Linked DNA regions of Triticum aestivum: region 2 is linked to region 1. Evidence: chromatin contacts called from public Hi-C data. All regions are on one chromosome and are shown on one strand. Each heading gives the region's core, a stretch centred on a gene start, on an enhancer-like site or on the middle of the called end of the contact. The rest is flanking DNA. Distances are from core to core; before and after follow the strand shown.

The links. A called contact is a pair of places that touch in the nucleus more often than the background predicts.
Region 2: a Hi-C map of leaf shows a contact between it and region 1, with 5 times the contacts expected there. The contact joins the promoter of LOC123182556 here to the promoter of LOC100037537 in region 1. A contact is called at or near these places in 4 of 5 Hi-C or Micro-C datasets (leaf and an unstated tissue).

The regions. Positions count from the first base shown.
Region 1 is chr1D:421,862,588-421,868,596 of IWGSC CS RefSeq v2.1, reverse strand. It overlaps LOC100037537 (thioredoxin H-type-like), which reads right to left and starts at 2,760. Exons shown (of 3, transcript XM_044595169.1): 1 at 2,549-2,760; 2 at 1,173-1,295; 3 at 1-1,083. The coding sequence starts at 529. LOC123182554 (thioredoxin H-type-like) reads right to left here. Exons shown (of 3, transcript XM_044595167.1): 3 at 5,888-6,009.
Region 2 is chr1D:422,114,887-422,120,895 of IWGSC CS RefSeq v2.1, reverse strand. It overlaps LOC123182556 (calmodulin calcium-dependent NAD kinase), which reads left to right and starts at 3,033. Exons shown (of 8, transcript XM_044595171.1): 1 at 3,033-3,598; 2 at 4,283-4,506; 3 at 4,634-4,695; 4 at 5,551-5,772; 5 at 5,986-6,009. The coding sequence starts at 3,502.

The DNA.
Region 1 (6,009 bases), core at 1,511-4,010:
CATACGCCATGCCCCGTCCCCGTGTACCCTCGAGGAACGCAATGATGTAGGAGGAGCTGTTCGGGCTGCAGCGCAGGAGGGCGACGTCCCTGAGACCGAAGCGGCCATGTGGGCGCGGGAGAGACGTGAGCGAGCGCGCGGCGGGCTGGTAGACGAAGTAGTCGAACATGTCCGGCTGGGTGCACAGGGACCGGTGGCCGATGGCGACGCCGAGCAAGAAGAGGCCATCCGCGGCGGCGAAGATCCTGGGCTCGATGGCGAAGCGTGTGGGCTTGAGGCCGGGGCAGTTGACGCGGATGTGGGAGACCAGCGGCGGGCGGGCGGCGATCATGGTGACCTCTATGGCATGGCCTCCCCTGGTGCCGGCGGCGGCGGTGGTGCCGGCGGCTATGTAGGCGGAGACGTCGAGGAGGACCCAGCTCGGAGGAGGACCGTTGAAAAGGGGCAGCGCAGGCGGTGTCAGCGAGGCGCCGAAGATGGCGCTCTCCGTCACGTTGACGTACTCTTCCAAGCCCTCCTCCATGTACATGGATGGATCTTCCCCTCCTTTCAAGCTATCTACAAGACGATTGTCCAGGTATATATGAAGAGAGGATTGCTAGCCTGATGAAACCGAATCAAAATATGTTTCTGCTTGAATCCGGAAGAGAATTTCCTCCCTTTTTTTGAAAAGGGGAGAACTTCCAGCTCCAGGTGGGATCGGAGAGGGGAACCAACACTGGAACCGTGTGCACATGCACATCCCAGCTTGTAGATCAGGATAGATCCAGGCAAATTCACATCCAAAGGGGCGAAAACTATTTATGCAAAAGCACACTAGCTTGGATTAAGCAACGCATTATCCATAAACCAACAAGTAACAAGAAGTACACAGGATATAAGGTGCCATTAGAGGCACTACTTGTTGAGCGGCAATTTTATTTAGGCCAATACTACACCGCTAGGTGATTACTGGGCCGCGTGTAGCCCAACCTTGTTCGTCAGTTCCTCCTTGATAGCTCCGACAACCCTGTCCTTGACGTCTCCTTCCTTCATGAACAGGAAGGTTGGCATGGCCTCCACGCTGAATTGCTCAGCAATGGACTGTTTATACAACACAAAAAGCTTTGTTAGTAACACAGCTCTGAATTTGTACCACGATACTCTGTAAACAGCGACATCAGTTCCATTACCTTCAGTTCATCAACATCGACCTTGAGGAAAACAGCAGCTGGGAACTTCTTGGCGAGATCAGCGAAAATTGGAGCCATAATGCGGCAGGGTCCACACCACGATGCAGTGAAGTCAATGACCACCTGTTAGGTGCAAAACAAGGTTAACATGATCGTGAAGAATATATTCAAAGCATGTGTCAATAATGCTTTTGCTTTTAAAAAAATGCTATTGCTAATTCCTATACCAGAGCTTGCACTCCAAGTTCCTAAATATAAGACCTTTTAGAGATTCCACTTAGACTACATACGGAGCAAAATGAGTGAATCTACACTCTAAAGTATGTCTATATACATCCGTATGTAGTCCATAGTGGAATATCTAAAAGGTCTTATATTTAAGAACGGAGGGAGTAAAATTTACATTGGATTGCTGCGCTTGTTCCAGAATTTCTGAGTCGAAACTCCATGAAAAGTTGCAAACTCCCCCGCAAAAAATATATTACAAACTACTCCATAATGATCATCATGTGAGGCCATGGTTCAGAGTTTCAGTGGGTTAACACCATCATTCTTTGTATACAGACTTGAAGAGACACGATCTACATATAGTACAATGTTGGTGCCAATTTGTAGCAGTATCAAATAGGGGGATATTGCACACGATGGCAATCTCTACAATCTTAACAAGAAGAACAAAAGGACTCTCCAATCTCCATCCACACACCACAAAACTCGTCAGGCAGCACAGCGCGGAAAACATATTGCAAGAGTCGTGTAAAGAGACGCGCGATCTGCTGACACAGAAAGATGTTCCAAACATATGCATCATTACACAGGATCAAGGCAACGCTATTACTACAACGTAATCAACACATGACAGTGGTTTTAGACAATTCAAAGAAAGACCTTGCAGGGAGGGGTGCCACCTGCGCTACAAAATGTCTCAAATCTGAATTGGCGTTTTTCTCCGGCCTACTATAACAATTGGCTTAGCAGAGCCCCTGACAAGAAAGTCCAGTCAACTAGTCTAGTTGTGATTAACTGTTTTTGCTGCAATTTTTCCTGGTCACAAATACCAGATTCGCCGCATCCCTAAGATGGGGGAAAACAAATCAGCCCTATACGCTCTCTGAATCGCAATCGTAAAACAATCCAGCAACTTGTTTTAAGCACAGATTAGTCGTCAGGAGCCCACTACATACACGAAACAGCTCTCATCCACCAAACATCACTGCTCCTAGGTTTTAGATTTGGGTGGTGTGAACAAAGAAACACTAGCGCTCGACGGATCGAGTGGGATCTGAAACAAACCCTAGCGCTCCTCCCGCTTTGCAGGAGGAAGAGGGGATAACGGAACCAGATCAATCAGGAGATAGATAGATAGATGTGTATACCAGCTTCTTGGCGGCGTTGGCCTCCTCGATCTGCATGGTCCACTGCTCCAGGCTGTGGACGGAGATCACCTCCCCCGCCCCCACCGCCGCCGCCGTTGCCGTCGCCGCCGACGCCGCCATCTCTCTCTCTCTCTCTCTCTCTCTCTCTCTCTCTCTCTCTTCTCGGCAAGCACCGCTTATTTCTCACGCGCACTTTGTTGTTGCCTTCTGGCCTCGGTCTCCAATCCCGGCTCGCCTCCCCAAAGATATTGTCTTTGTCCGGCAGGCAGGAATCGGAATTTATCCTGCGGGCTATGACGAATATGCCCTTTCCTCCTGCGCGAAATTACGGCGGAGCCCCTGGAGGGCGTAGCTTTCCGGGCTGGGACTGTTGAACAGTCAGATGGGCGTGTGCATTCAAACGGGCGGGCCACCTGAGGCGTGTGTGATTGAACAGTTCTTTTTCTTCTCTGACGTGGTGAATAGGTCTACATCCGTACCTTTGCGAGGGCCTGATTCAAACACCACACTGCAAACACGCGTGAGGCATGGCAAAAATCATCTCGCAACCAACCGCCACAATATCAGACCCCGTGTACCCAGCCTATTTGTCCGGGTTGTTCGACACCCTTCATATCCATTCCCTATGTGGGTGGGATATGAGATGGTTTCAACGCGGCTACCACGCCAGATTGGCCCGTGTTGGCCCACCTCGACCCCCACAAAAACACCACTCTGACCAAATCTTAGTCACACTTCCTCAACAGCACCGCTCCAACTCCTCTCCCCTTCCCTTTGTCGCCGTCAGTCACCACCATATCCGGCTCCAGCAGCGACTCCTCCTCTGAAGCCGACACCGTTGATTGGGACGCCATCGCGGCAGAGTCAAATGACGAGTTGCTATCTTCATTGCCATCTGTAGGTTGCTGATGGATAGGGGTGGAAGCTCGATCTCGACGCACCACTCTGGTGGCCTGGCGGCACTCCTCCAACTCCAGGCTAGTCCGCGTAGGCTCGGCGTGGTCCACGCCCGCCCGGTGGTCTGGTGGGGCTCTTGCAGCTCCGGGATGTCACTTCCGCTCCCTGCACCTCTTGGTCGGTGTTGGGTGCTGATCTCAACACCTTCAAGCACGCGGCGGTGGCTTCTCAAGTCAAAGGCATGGGCAGCTCGCCGCATGAGGCAGGCATGGCTCTTGTAGATCTGTGTCGGTCTCCCTTACCTTCGACTTCGACGATGAGCTCATCTGCGGCGTCCTGCACTAGTCCTTGACCACCGCTCAGACAAACGCCTGCCGCAATCGCCATAAAAATGTGAAAGCATTGCAGCTAGAGCTTAGGGAGTTCGAGTGCCCACTGAAGAAGAAAGCTATGGCGGATGCCAAAGTTAGCCGCCTCGCCAAGTACCGCGCTTGCGTAGTCCGTTGCCTGCTAGGGCTCCCCTCCTCATCCAAATCCTCTAGTGCCTCCAACAACTCCAATGACCCTCTATGCGGCAACGTGTAATACCGTCGCTCTAGAGACGACAGGGAAAGGGCAAGGTGAATAAGAGGTGACTGCTATCTTTGTCTAATAGTATATCGTATTAATGTTATTGTAGTGGTGAACTATCTGTTTTTTGAACTTGCCATATCTGGTTGTATGATTTTTTTGCTATGCCCAATCGTATCAATGATATGTGTTTAGTTTATCTATGTTGTGTTGATTAACATTGCATGAGGTTGTATGAGTTTAAGGTTTGGATATGAGTGGACACGTCCCTGGATGTATAGAGAATCAAATTAGCTATGTTTGGTTGGAAATGCTCTTAGAGGGAAGACAAAGATGATGGCGACTCAGGCTAAGAGCATCTCCAGCCGTTGGCCCTCCAGGAGGCATAAAAATCACCGCCTGAGGGCGAGTCGGCGGTAAAATCGGCTCTGGGGGCGGTTGGGCATCCAACCGTCACCCCCAGGTCGCCCCCAGGCGCCGATATCGACCCATTCCTGGGTGCTTTTCGGCCCACTTTCAGCGAAAAATGGTCCATATTCGGTGTGGTTCGGCGTTGAATTCTCAACATAAATATTTTTTTTATCACATAGTTCATCACAGAAAATCAAATAGTTCAACAAAATAGTGCAACAATAAATAGTTCAATACAAATTATATAATTCAACAAATAAAAACTCATATTTCATCACACGTCGAGTTAGGCGGCGCCCTTGATCCTCCATAGGTGCTCCACCAGATCCTGCTGCAGTTGATGATGCACCTGTGGGTCTCGGATCTCCTGACGCATACTGAGGTAGGCAGTCCAGGTTGCCGGTAGCTGGTGATCAACTTCGGCTAGAGGACCCTGCCTGTAGTATGGTTCAGTGTCAAACACTGGATCTTCCTGCTCGCTCTCGATGATCATGTTGTGCAAGATGACACAGCAAGTCACGATCTCTCACATTTGATCTTTCGACCAGGTCTGAGTAGGGTACCGGACAACAGCAAATCGAGATTGGAGCACACCAAATGCCCGCTCGACATCCTTCCTGCAAGCCTCCTGCACCTTGGCAAAGTGGGACTTCTTGCCTCCTGGCACATCGTTTGAGATAGTCTTCACAAATGTAGACAATTTCAGATAGATGCCATCAGCTAGGTAGTACCCCTTGTTGTACTGCCGCCCATTGACCTCGAAGTTCACCGAAGGAGAATGACCTTCAACAAGCTTGGCAAAGACAGGAGAGCACTGCAGCACATTGATGTCATTGTGAGTTCCGGGCATACCAAAGAAGGAGTGCCAAATCCAGAGGTCCTGTGTGGCCACCGCCTCAAGTACCACACTGCAACCGCCTTTATACATCCCCTGCTAAGCAAATGGGCCGTTTTTCCATTTCCAATGCATGCAGTCGATACTTTTAAGCATCCCAGAAAATCCTCTTGCTGCATTATGTTACCTCATGATCTGTTGATAGCATTAACAATCTCAGCCAGGCGATAGGTTCATCCAACATACTAAGGTCGAGTTGATCATACAGATTTGCGGGATCAATAACTGGAAGAGGTAAGGAGTCCTGTCCAAACAAGCTTGAGAAGAACTGCGCAGCGATAGCCAGCTTTTCTGAATTCTCAGAGTGCTGTATGTCATCTCTCATCAGCATTCTGTTTTTTTTTTTGGAGTGACAATTTGCAGCGGCGTGGAAGAATCGCGTGTTTTCATCTCCCAACATACAATCTCTGATCTTTGCTCGTCATCTCCACATGCTAGTTTGCCACAAAATCAGCCCGTTGACATGGATAAAGAATCAAGAGGCAACAATGTGAGATGACATGGATTCAAGTATCATAGCACTTTGACATGCTAATCACTTGGAACATCACAATAGCCATAGCCTATAGCCGAACAACTGGATTAGATCAGCTCCTTATGAAAATCAACCATTTACCGAATAAAGTCACACTTGATTCACCATCATCCAACCAACAAGTAACAAGCAGTACACAGGATATAAGGTGCC
Region 2 (6,009 bases), core at 1,784-4,283, 250 kb before region 1:
GTACGTGATATCCAGGACTATGTTTGCTGATGGCACAGGCAAGAATGCTCCATGGATGTGGCTGAAGGCGTTGACCGTCTTCGATAGCAAATGGAGTTGGGGTTCGGCGACACTGGCTTACTTGTATCGACAGGTATGAAGTTGTTTCCTTTTCACTTCATTGATACATTATCAATGCGCTCTTGCGGCAAATTTGACCATGTTCTCTTTTATGTGCAGTTGGAAGAAGCCTGTTGTAGGCACACTGGAGGTATTGGTGGTTGTCTGCTCGCACTTTCCATATGGAGCTGGGAGCGTTTCCCGGTTGGACGACCGAAGACCGTGAAGTACGAGGATTGGGACGACAAAGACGACCCACTACGGCTCCCCACTTGGGCTTACAAGTGGGATGTGTTAAATGAGACGACGGATGATCCCTCGGCCATGTACAAGTTGTACAAGAGCGAGCTGGACGTGATCACGCCTGAGCAGGTGAACTGACATTGCATAAGTGATTATCATGCTTGTATCGTAACTCGATATCAATTTTGCATTCAATCCCATTTTGCAGGTGGAATGGGAGCCGTATGGAAAAGGAGAGAGTTTTGGTAACCCTATGGAGTTCAGGCTGAATCCGATGTGCACTAAGGATAGAGATCTCTGGCATATGCGGTGCCCACTGATATGCAACTGGGCGGTTGAGCTTCACCTGCCACATCGGGTGTTCCGCCAGTTTGGTTTGTTCCAGCCACACCCGCCGAAGTGGGAGGACACGGACAAGTTGCTACACGCGTAAGATATAATTAACCTTGAGCCCTTAGCAGCTTCTCGACGGTTTCGATGATGCTAATATTCTGTTTCTAACTTGCAGATTGGATAGGAAAAAGCAGCAGAAGATCAAGGATTGGGCCAACCATCACAGGAAGTATGTCCTGCAGTTCGCTCTTAGTGTGGAGCAAGCAAGGGCTGGAAAACGAGCCCAGCTTCGTGAGCACTGCCCGATCGCGTTCAACAACTATCTCACATGGTTTCTTGCAAGTACCCGCGTGGAGGTATGCAAGCCGGCGTATGCTGAGGAGATTCTGGAAGAACCCACCGTTTTTGATGAGGTAGCCCAGCACCAGTACAACGCATTAGTCAGGAAAGGCAACTCAGTGATCCCTTCAGCTCCAATGATGAACTTTGTGGTTAGCCCTTTTTGCTTTTCCATTCGCACTATTCACATCTTCGCTTGCCTAACACTATGGTACCGTTTCTGTTCATAGCGTGCCCAGATCAAGAAAGCAGCTGATGAGACCGAGACTATTCTGGAAACAACCCCGGCTGGCAAAAGCGATGGGGAAGGTGCACTTCGAGCATTCATTAAGGTTCACATCTCCTTCAAACTAGCACTTGACATATGTTGCTACGTTCCATGTCTCATTCACTTGTACATGTTGCAGCGCCAGGGCCAAAAGTTAAGGCGGCTATCAAACCTTTTCGGTTGTCGTGGCCCGAGTATGTATCACCAGAACGGTCTAGGTCGGCGACACCATCAGATCCCGCTTCGGGGCAGGGCCATGGTGAACCTTTCGCGGATGAGGATGTGGGTGTGGTCACCCAAGAGGTATGGCATGACGATATATATCCATTTGTTGATGCATTGCTAACCATATCCTCACACACGGTCTTTCCATATCTTCTGTTGATGCATAGGTTGCTGATGATATGACCGTGGGGACGTACCAGGCTCGGTCTGCATACGAGTTGAAACCTAGGAAGGGAATCAACAAGTACACACCTGAAGACTTCACCCAAAGAGGCCAAAGAGGCAAAAGGACGGTCGGCACCTCGCGGATGGCGGCTTTGGATGACTATTTGGATGACAATGTAGATGACGTGGAGGAACCGGAGCCGGAGCCGGAGCGGGTTCCTCTTCCTAGGAAGGTGAAGAAGATAAGCGTCAAGAGGGGGGAGGAGCCAGCAAGCGCGGAAAGCACTAGTCATCGTCCTTTATTTATAATGTTGAACTTAGAGTGGAATTTGTTATGTCATTGAACTTGGAGTGGTGGTAACTATTAGTAATGTGAAATTTGTTATGTCGTTGAACTTGGAGTGGTCGTAGCTATTAGTAATGTGGAATTTGTTATGTCGTTGAACATGGAGTGGTCGTAGCTATTAGTAATGTGGAATTTGTTATGTCGTTGAACTTGGAGTGGTGGTAGCTCTATGTTAAACTTGAACTTATTGTGATGGTCCTTTCTAAGAAATGATGTCTTTGGTGAACACTTTTTGAACCTTAATGTTTATTATACGAAATGTTGAAGTGTGGCTGAAAATGACCCAGTATGAATGACCAAAAAACACTAAGTGTTTGTGCAGCGCCTAGCTGGCAGGCGCCACACTCTACAGTGCAGCGCCCATCAGCAAGGCGTTGCACTGTACAGTGTGGCGCCCCCAGGCTAGGCGCTGCACAAAACTTAGCGAATTTTTTGGCCCAAACTGGAGGCCTACCTTCTGTTGCTCTCTGGATAGCTACAGACTTGTGCAGCGCCTAGCCCGGAGGCGCCACACTCTATAGTGCAGCGCCTTGAGCCTAGGCGTTTCACTGTAGAGTGTGGCGCCTCCTAGCTAGGCGCTGCACAAACACTTAGCGAAATTTTTGCCCCAGACTGGAGGCCTACCTTATGTTGCTTTCTGGATAGCTACAGACTTATGCAACGCGTAGCCCGGAGTCTAGGCGCTGCACATTCCATGTGTGGCGCCTAGCTCGGAGACGCTGCACTGCTGGGTGCGGGCCCAGGGGCTGCCACGGTGGACAGGTGTGCAACGCCGCTGAGCTAGGCGCTGCACAGTACGGTGTGGCACCGGCGTGGCGGACGCTACACAAAAAGGTCAGGAGAGTGAAATAGTTTCGCACCCAATTCATTCTATGAAATGATTTCGTTCCGAGGTCAAAATTGTCAAATTTGCCGGTGTGGGCGATGGGCAGCAAAGTCAAAACTGCCCGCGCGCGATCATTTCACCCGTACGCTTTCTTTCTTTCTCTCTGCCATCGCCAGCCACCGGCCGTTGGCCCCGCACCCTGCACACCACCACCACCAACCACCACCGCGCGCTCCTCCCTCTACGCCGTCGCGAGGCCGCGGACCGTACCGTACCGTCCATACATATACATACAGGCAGCCAGGCCTTCTCCTTCTTTCCTTCCACGCCGCGGCCGCCGAGTGCTCCCACCCCGCGAATCCCGGGCCGTCCGTCCCCATCGCCGCCGCCCGGCCGGCCGCGCATTCCGTCCGCTCCGCTCCGTAGCTTAGCTAGGGGCACGCCACTGTACCGCCTACCCCCGGGGCTCCAGGATTTCCGACCCACCCTCGGGTGGGTTGTCCAGAAGCATCGGCGACCCGCTCCCGCTCCCGCTCCGTATAAACAAATCCACGCCGCACCCTCCCTGTCTGATCTCACTGCCGCGGACGAGGAGGGCCTGTTGAGCGCATTTCTCGTCTCCCTTCGCCTTCAACCGCCGGAAGGTCAGGAGGGGGCATGAGGGACGACGGGCCCGCGGCGGCGCTGGTGCCGCGCCTGGCCGTCTCCAGCGCCAGCCGCGTCGAGGAGCTCGAGCGCTTCTCCCATTACGTCGGTACGTACTTGCGCCACTCTCCATCCCCTCCCCTCGCCGCCCCGTTCCCTTGCTTTAGCTTCAGCAGCCGCCCCGCCGCTAGGTGCTGTTTGCTCTTCGCTCCTTGCCTTGTATCCATCGACGGAGCAGCTACGCGTTTCAGTTTTGGCCTACCTGATAATCTGAATAGTGTTCCTGTTCGTCTGTGCTGCTTTTATGCTCATCCTTCAGTTTGTACCAGTGAATTACGCGATCAATTTCACCAGGTGAACATCCTCAGATTCTCGTGGTTCGCACCGCTGCCGCTCCTTGCCCCAGCGGATCCCAATCCAAGAAATAGGGACGCAGCCCGGAATCCCAGCTGCACAAGCATCCCCTCTCGATTTGTTAATTAAAATTACCGGCTCTGCTTGCTCATGGTGGACATTTAACTAGACACCCAACTTGCCCATGCCATACACAAAAAACTGTACATTAGATAATGTTTCTGTGACCCTGCCGGATGCACATCGCTATCATTTCCACCTCTTTTATACAATAAACAAGTAAAACCCACATCGCCATCAAAGAGATCCAGACGCACGGCATGTTCCTTCCTTCTGGCTCTACTAGCTTCACAATCCTATGACAATAATGCCGTTTTGGAGCTTCCCCTGCACCTTCCTGCCTGCCTGACAAAAACCTGTGGCCTCTCTTCTTCTCCAGCCAGGCAAATCGGGTTCGACCACGCCAGCGAGTGCCCCCACCTGTGCACGCTGGCCTACGACTACCTGCGCAAGAACAAGGGCTACGAGGACAACATATTCGCCTTCTTCCACAACACCGCCGACCCCGGCTCCCTCATCGTCAGCTTCATCGAGGAGCTCGACAAGTGCATACTCGGCTACTTCTCCTTCCACTGGAAATGCTCCACCTACATGATCACCCAGGTAAAAATTAAGGAGCGACGATGACGACGGCTTTTGAATGAAATCGACCTTCTCTTCTTCCTTCCTTGCGACGATGCTCTTCCACTGATATTTTGTATATTGATTTGATACAGTGTGATCTCCACAGGTTCTGACAGTGGAAGGCGCGCCCAAGAGAAAGCTCAGGAACATGGTATTGGAGGCCACTAGGTGATTGATTATCCATTCTTTAAGCGGCACGCGTCATAGTAGAGCCTGTCAATGCGTTGTGGTTGTCTATTCTTTGCTTTGCTTCGCCCATTATTTTTAGCTTACATCATCTTAGTGTATGTAGCTTGGTATGTCCCTCTTGTGTGTGGTTTGATAAGTTCTTCTTTATCGGCGTGCTGGATTTCGTCCTTGAATTATTCACACAGTTGACTTCTACTTTTATCTGACGGAGTGATAAATTAGTCAACCTGGCACTAGATCAACTTCAGAGCTCAGCGTGGGCTCTGTAGCAGAAACTGCATCTTTTGAGGTCAGGAGTGATGAGATTGAGATGGTGCCCATGTGCTAAGGTTTTAAATTACTCCCACAACCACATGTTGGTTTGTCATGAGACTTTCCGGGAAATGTCCCTTTGAATGAGTGCATTGCTAAATTCTCTGGTCCAGTTTGTGTCTGCGTTTCTTATTGTTAATCATGAAAGCAATTAATTCACTGCCAGTGGGATACAATAATTCTACTTGTGTATATCTGTCCGTTTCTAAAGCGAAATATGTCTGCATAGGAGAACTGTAGTTGAATTAATCCATTAAAAATGTGAAAAAAATACGAAAATAAAACCACAAGAACTGCATGCTTAACAAGCCCCTTCATGCATCATCTATCTCCCTAACTTCCTAGGCAGAGGAGTTTGAGCATATGTTTACAACTTAGATCTGAGATGGCATTTTCTTCTTAAAAAGAATACATAAACTCAATCTGGTTCAGTCATAAGTATGAGATATAATTACAGGTAATGATCTCTGTTTCTCTGACACCAAAACTGAAGTCTAGTATCTGAATCTCCTCTAAACACAGGAGTCAGAGATTCGAAAGGGTCACAAGAAACTTGAAGGTAACTAGGCTATTCTCCACACTGGTGGAAGAGCTGAAGGCCATAGGACTATCTCCCCAAGGTCCGGCACAGTGCAGCGATGTGATGGTCCCAGTAGCACATTGTGATCGCAGCCCAGTCCTACTCCTGATGGGTGGTGGAATGGGAGCTGGCAAGAGCACTGTACTTAAAGATATACTAAAGGAGTAAGTTGATCAATTCTGTACTTGTTGCTCACTGTAAATTTCTTCTGGCAACCTGCACACTTTGCACAAAAATGCCGAGTAAATGGACGAGAAATGCCGAGCTGTTAAAAACTGATTTGAGAAGACAGAAACATTACCGAGACTTTCCTCAAAGCAAGTAGAGCAGTTAAATAGAAGACTTTGTCTATACGCTGATCACCCTATAATTTGTAGATCATTTTGGTCTGGAGCAGCAGC